Regions from separate parts of the Capsicum annuum genome. Here region 1 is linked to region 2. A link is a contact called in public Hi-C data. All regions are on one chromosome and are shown on one strand. The core of a region is the stretch at or near the end of the contact, and the rest is flanking DNA. Distances in the headings are between cores, read along the strand shown. Region 1 has its middle 8.0 kb from the start of LOC107863263. Region 2 holds the start of LOC107863259 (kinesin-like protein KIN-10C).

The links. A called contact is a pair of places that touch in the nucleus more often than the background predicts.
Region 1: a contact with region 2 is called in a Hi-C map of leaf, with 2.0 times the contacts expected there. The contact joins the enhancer-like site here to the promoter of LOC107863259 in region 2. A contact is called at or near these places in 4 of 5 Hi-C or Micro-C datasets (bud, leaf and placenta).

The regions. Positions count from the first base shown.
Region 1 is chr3:214,639,059-214,641,945 of UCD10Xv1.1, reverse strand. No RefSeq gene overlaps it. Among protein-coding and RNA genes, the nearest start is that of LOC107863263, 8.0 kb to the left of the region's middle. Within about 2 kb of position 1,470, at least 5 of the 5 cell types and tissues checked have an H3K27ac peak or open chromatin away from gene starts, as enhancers often do. A contact at or near this core is called in bud and leaf, where this site is marked.
Region 2 is chr3:214,596,895-214,599,632 of UCD10Xv1.1, reverse strand. LOC107863259 (kinesin-like protein KIN-10C) reads left to right here and starts at 1,350. Exons shown (of 16, transcript XM_047409370.1): 1 at 1,350-1,736; 2 at 2,219-2,384; 3 at 2,509-2,709. The coding sequence starts at 1,516.

The DNA.
Region 1 (2,887 bases), core at 221-2,720, 42 kb before region 2:
TGACTATAATTTATAAGGAACAAAACTGAAAAGCATCAAAGACTAAACTTGCAGCAATAATTGAAGTTATCTGACAGTCATCAGGAACTTCCCACCCAAGTTGGCAAATTAGTAATGCATCTAAGCCACTATTTGTTAAAGTAATATTATGTGAATACCTAGACATCAGATAACTAACAAGTGGTTCAATTTCTAAGTCCCTAGTCTAAGCAGTAGCTTGTAAGAAAGTTCCTTTCACATAAAATGTAAGCATACAAAAGACAATGATCGAGTTACCTATGGTTCATAAGGATCGAGCAAGCATATCTTTGCAAATTTCACACCCCTAAACATCAAACTTTTCCAGTACAACTTTTTTACTTGCTTTTCATTCACACTACCACCATAATTTTAGCTTTATAAACTAGGAATTCAGGTATTGGGAACGCAATGATTCTCGAATAAGACAATACATCAGCATGGTAATTTAACACCTAGTCCTTGACAGTATAGAGCAAACAAATCAATTGTACGCTTCCACTTTTGTTTCCATTAGGATTGCTAATTTCTAAATCGGTTAATATTTACGGACTATTAACGACTAATCAGAAACTTAGAAGGTTTAGCTGAACTCGGTTTAATCACAATGCCAAGGATTATAATTTACAGCTAGAATCGGTTCCAAACATCCACAAAACACAAAAAAGATCCTTTTTCCCCTAGTATAAACCCGAGGCATCGATCTGTATGAAATAAACTGACTACAATGTCTCCCACAAAGGTAGGGGAGGGGTACGGTCTATGTAGACTCTACCCTTCCCATACTCAACTTGTGGGATTACACTGAGTATGTTGGTATAGTTATGTCTACAAGGAAAAGCGCTTTCATTTCTGCTCCATTCATGGGGACAAACACTTAAGCGTAAACACAAAACCATTTCACCATTTGTCCAACACAATCAGAAAAGCTCAATATATTCATTATTTTTATAACTGTGGTGTCCGGCCTATCTTGCAGGGACCTCCACTAATTTCACGTGATACCTGCCACCTCCCACCACCAACATGTACAGCAAGCAGCAACAACAGGTACCAAGCAACTCAATCACACCAAGGCTAGGCTAAAACCATGCTCAATATATTCATATAAAACCAGTATTTTAGCATTCAAGTTGGCAAAATGAAAACGAATAACATCCAATAGTACATGGGTACAAAAGAAAAACCTTATTGCAAGTAAAACAGCAAGAAATTCGAGCTCTGAGTATGAAAGTTTCAGGATTTAGTGAGGTCTGGTGAAGAAATTTTAGTGTTAGGGTTGTTGTTGTTGGTAGAGCAAGATGACTTAAAGGCTTCAATATGAGACTGGCATTTGAGATAGTCCCCTTTATTCTCTTCCAAACACTTCTTCAGGGCCTCCACATCACACGCCCCAATCTTCTTCTTCATATTCATACTAATATTGTTTTCCTTCTCCATTTTCCCAAGTGAGAATGATACACACTTGGACACGACCCTCTCTGAATTTTGCTAGACTGGACTGGATTTCTTCACATGTGCCCCAACCCAGCCCAACATAAAATTATATATATAAAAAAAAAAAACTAAAAATTACACAAAGCCACAACTTAAGTATCACTCATTACATAAAATCTCAACTCTCAAAATATATTACAAAAATCTCATTACTTTCTCAATTTCTCTCTCTAAAATTACATATACATAACTTTACTAATTTTTATACAGCTTGTTCTCCTTGGAAGAAGCCTAAGATCAAGAAGTCATTATGTAGCGGTTACCATTTTTGAATTCATTATCATGTTTGATTCAAACTCTTACTCAATTGCATTCAATTCTAATAAAAACGTCATTTTCAATATGCTGTAATTTTTAAGATCTGAGGTTAGTTATATTTTTTTCCCTACTTTACCCAAAATTAATAGATTCTGATTAAACAATTTCTTGCATGTTGTTCATTCAATAGAATAAATTCAAACTTTTTTTTTTCCGACTTTGAGTAAGATTTTCTTTTTCTACTTTACTAAAATTATATAGAATAAGTTCTTTCACGTACTCTATTCACTCAGTATTACTTAGTAAATAAATGATACTCCATTTTTTAGTTTAAGATTAACTCAGTTAGACCATTTTGAACCAACAAATCAGATTATATAGTTCATTCCCAGTGAATTCATTATGAGGCCCCTAATTTTGTTGAAAACAGATCAAAAAATCGTAACAATCCCATTAACATGAAGAAGCTTAGGAAAGCTGCTAATCGAAGTTCAAAAAATCAAATCGGAGGAGTATTATTTGATTTTTTATTTTTTAAGTTATTTATTTTTTAATTTTTTTCATTAATGTGAGTTTTTTTTATTTTTTATTTTTGAATATGATTGTTAGTTTTGCAGTATTATGTGAGTTTTTTCATGATTTTGAGGGTGCATTAATAGTTGTCAGTGTATGTACATATCAATACTTATGTATATGGTAGACATATACATAACTGTTAGTACGTATTTAGAATATAATGAGATGATTATTTATTGTACTGGGATATAGTGTTTTTCCATCAATGTGAGGTTTTTAAATTTTTGATTTTTGAATATGGTTGTTAGTTTTGCATTATTATATTGAGTTTTTCATGAATTTGATGATGCATTAGTAGTTGTCAGTCTATATACATATCAGTACTTATGTATATGATAGACATATACATAACTGAGGGTACAAATTTGAAATATAATGATATGTATAGTTCATATACATCACAGACTTTAGGTATGTTTGGTATAAAGGAAAACATTTTCCAGAAAATGTTTTTCAGTTTTCTTATGTTTGGTTGGCTTATATGTTTCAAAAAATGTTTTCCAAATCAACTTATTTTCCTTAATTCTAAGGAAAATGA
Region 2 (2,738 bases), core at 101-2,600:
TTCGCAAGCCTTGAGACCCAAGCCAAAAGTGATCCTAGCCTAAAATTGATGTTTCAGAGCTTAAAGAATTGTCAAAATTGACATACGAGGTTGTTGAATTGAAGTTTACGTCCGATAGCCAATCTTTACCAGCGAAGACTTCAAATAGAAAATTGACTCTAAAAATCAAACGAACTGCCCGATAACTGAACTGTCAGCTCTAGCAAGTCACAAATGACTTTGGGCAGCTATAGGAAAGCTCTAAGGCAAAAATACATAAAATGCAGAAAATGAACTGGAGGGTCATTACATTAGAAACCTTGAATTCCATAAAGATGAGACCTTTAGCATAAAATCTCTATTAATGAAGATAGGTTGAGCTTGAAAGAACTAGTTGATGGTTAATTGACCTTGGGAAATGATATAAACCTTGAATCAATGATAGAATTAGTGTGTTTCAATCCTCAAGATATTTGTTTGAAGAGTAATTATTTAATTACTCTTATTATTGCTTGATTTTTAGATGATTGATTATTCCAAGTACGAAAAAAAGGAAAGAGCATTTTTATTGTTGTTTGCTTCTTTCAAAAGTTTGACGTCCAGATAGGTTAGGTTTAATGTGTAGAAGACTGTGATACTTTATATTTTCATAACGTAGAATTGATGAGAGAAAACAGGTCTAGGCATGCTGGTATGGAGTTGAAGTAGATAAAAATATATAAACTTGCTTAAAATAGAACGGCCATATGTGGCTAAATTTAAGAATAATAAATGGAAAATTATCAGGTTTGAGCCGTAAGTATGAAAAAATCCTTGATAGAGAGCGCTATTCCTAAATGACCCTTATTTTGATGCGAATTCAAATCAGTTGGTCTTCAATGCAGGCACCAAAAATTAAATCAGAAAAAAAATGAACAAGAAATTATATTTTACTCCTTAACAATATATCTATACTATATTAAAAGAGTGAAGGGCCTTAAAAATAGTGTTTGAACTTTTTTCCTTCATTAAAAGTTTTTGCTTTAGATAAAATCGTCTTTTCACTATTTTTCCTAATATATAAGAGTTGAAAATTAATTAAATATTTTTATGGTAACAACTTTCCTTATCAGAAGTCATCAGAATTAATAACAACTAATTCTTTTTTTATTAGTGTAAGAATTCTAAATCAACTAAATTTGATTTTAAAAAAAAATTAAAAAATTTAAGAATAAATATAAAAACGTTAGATAAAATCTCTGCAATGAATAAAATTATTTAATCTTAAATAATAAAATATTACACGTGCGAGACACACGCTGCTAAACTAATTAGTACAAAAAAAAAAAGACGGAAAAAAGAAAAATGGATTACATAAAGGGTGTCGTCCAGGGGAGCGTTGAAGAGCGCCAGATAGTTCTGAGAAACAAATAATTTGAAAAATGAAACCCTAACGGCTATTTCTCCTGCACAAAATAATAGGCATCACTCCCTCACTCTTTCATCAATTCATCCAAATTTCAAAAATTGTAAATTCTCAATCCCTAATATTCTTCCATGGCTTTCTCGACGCCCGATTCAAATCGCCTGAAACTCAACACCGGCCCAAGAATATCACGCAGGGTGCGAATTGTTGGAAAAATTCGAGGATTTACCGATCAAGAATCTGAATTATCCGGCCGAGATTCGAAGCCGTGGGTCACTGTTTCCCGGACCAATGAGAATGATTCTGAATCGTCTGGAAAAGTTACAATCTCATTCGGAGATGAAGGCAGTAGGTAATGTTTGTGGTGAACAATTTTTTCCAGTTCAATTTTCATTTGCTTTGATATGTTTGGCTTAAATTATGCTTAGTTTGTTGGTGTTGACCGATTTAGCTACACATGATGAAACATGATACACCATTGACTTTAATTTTTTGTTCAAGATGATACCAGCCAAATTCGGGGTAAAAAATTTAGTTAGTGTTTCAAGCCAAGAGAGTGAGTTCGACTGACCCACTGTCGATAGCGACAGTCCGCCCATGGATTTGATTACATGTTAGTCATTGGGTTGTTAATTCCTGTTCCGGTCCTAATCATGTGGTATTCTATGATTTCTTGGGCAAAACTTGTAGATATTCCATTTACAAATGTATTCTGTAAATAGCGTTGTTTATTTCGAGATTGAATTGAGCTTGGTTTCCATTGGGTTACTGGTGCTAGGCATCCACATTTTCTTTTTGGGAGGGAAAAATCTGACGTTTTCTAGTTTATTGCAGTCGTAAAGATAAATATGAATTAGATGATTGTTATGAACAAGATGATGATAATGATATAATATTTTCAAGAGAGATGAAACCCTTGATATCAGAAGTTCTCGGCGGTCGAAATGCATCCATTATTGCTTATGGGGCAAGGGGCAGTGGAAAAACCCACACAATCCAGGTATGTCTTCTGTGTAGTTACTTAACAAGTGGGTTATTTTATCCATAGCTCCATTTTCCTCTGTTTCTCCAATAATAACCTTCTGGAACTTTGAAACTAAGGATATTGTTTCTTTCTATTGTAGGGTTCTGCGGACAAACAAGGTTTGGCAACAATGACAATAGCTGAGATCTTTTCGCAAACAAAGGATGCGAAGATAACGATCTTCGTTTCCTTTTATGAGGTGTTCCAAGATCATGTCTATGATCTTTTGGATCCTAATCATCCCGAAGTTCAAGTGCTTGAAGATTCTCAAGGAAAAATAAAGCTCAAAGGACTGTCTAAGGCAAGTTAAAGTAATTTAATCCAGTTATG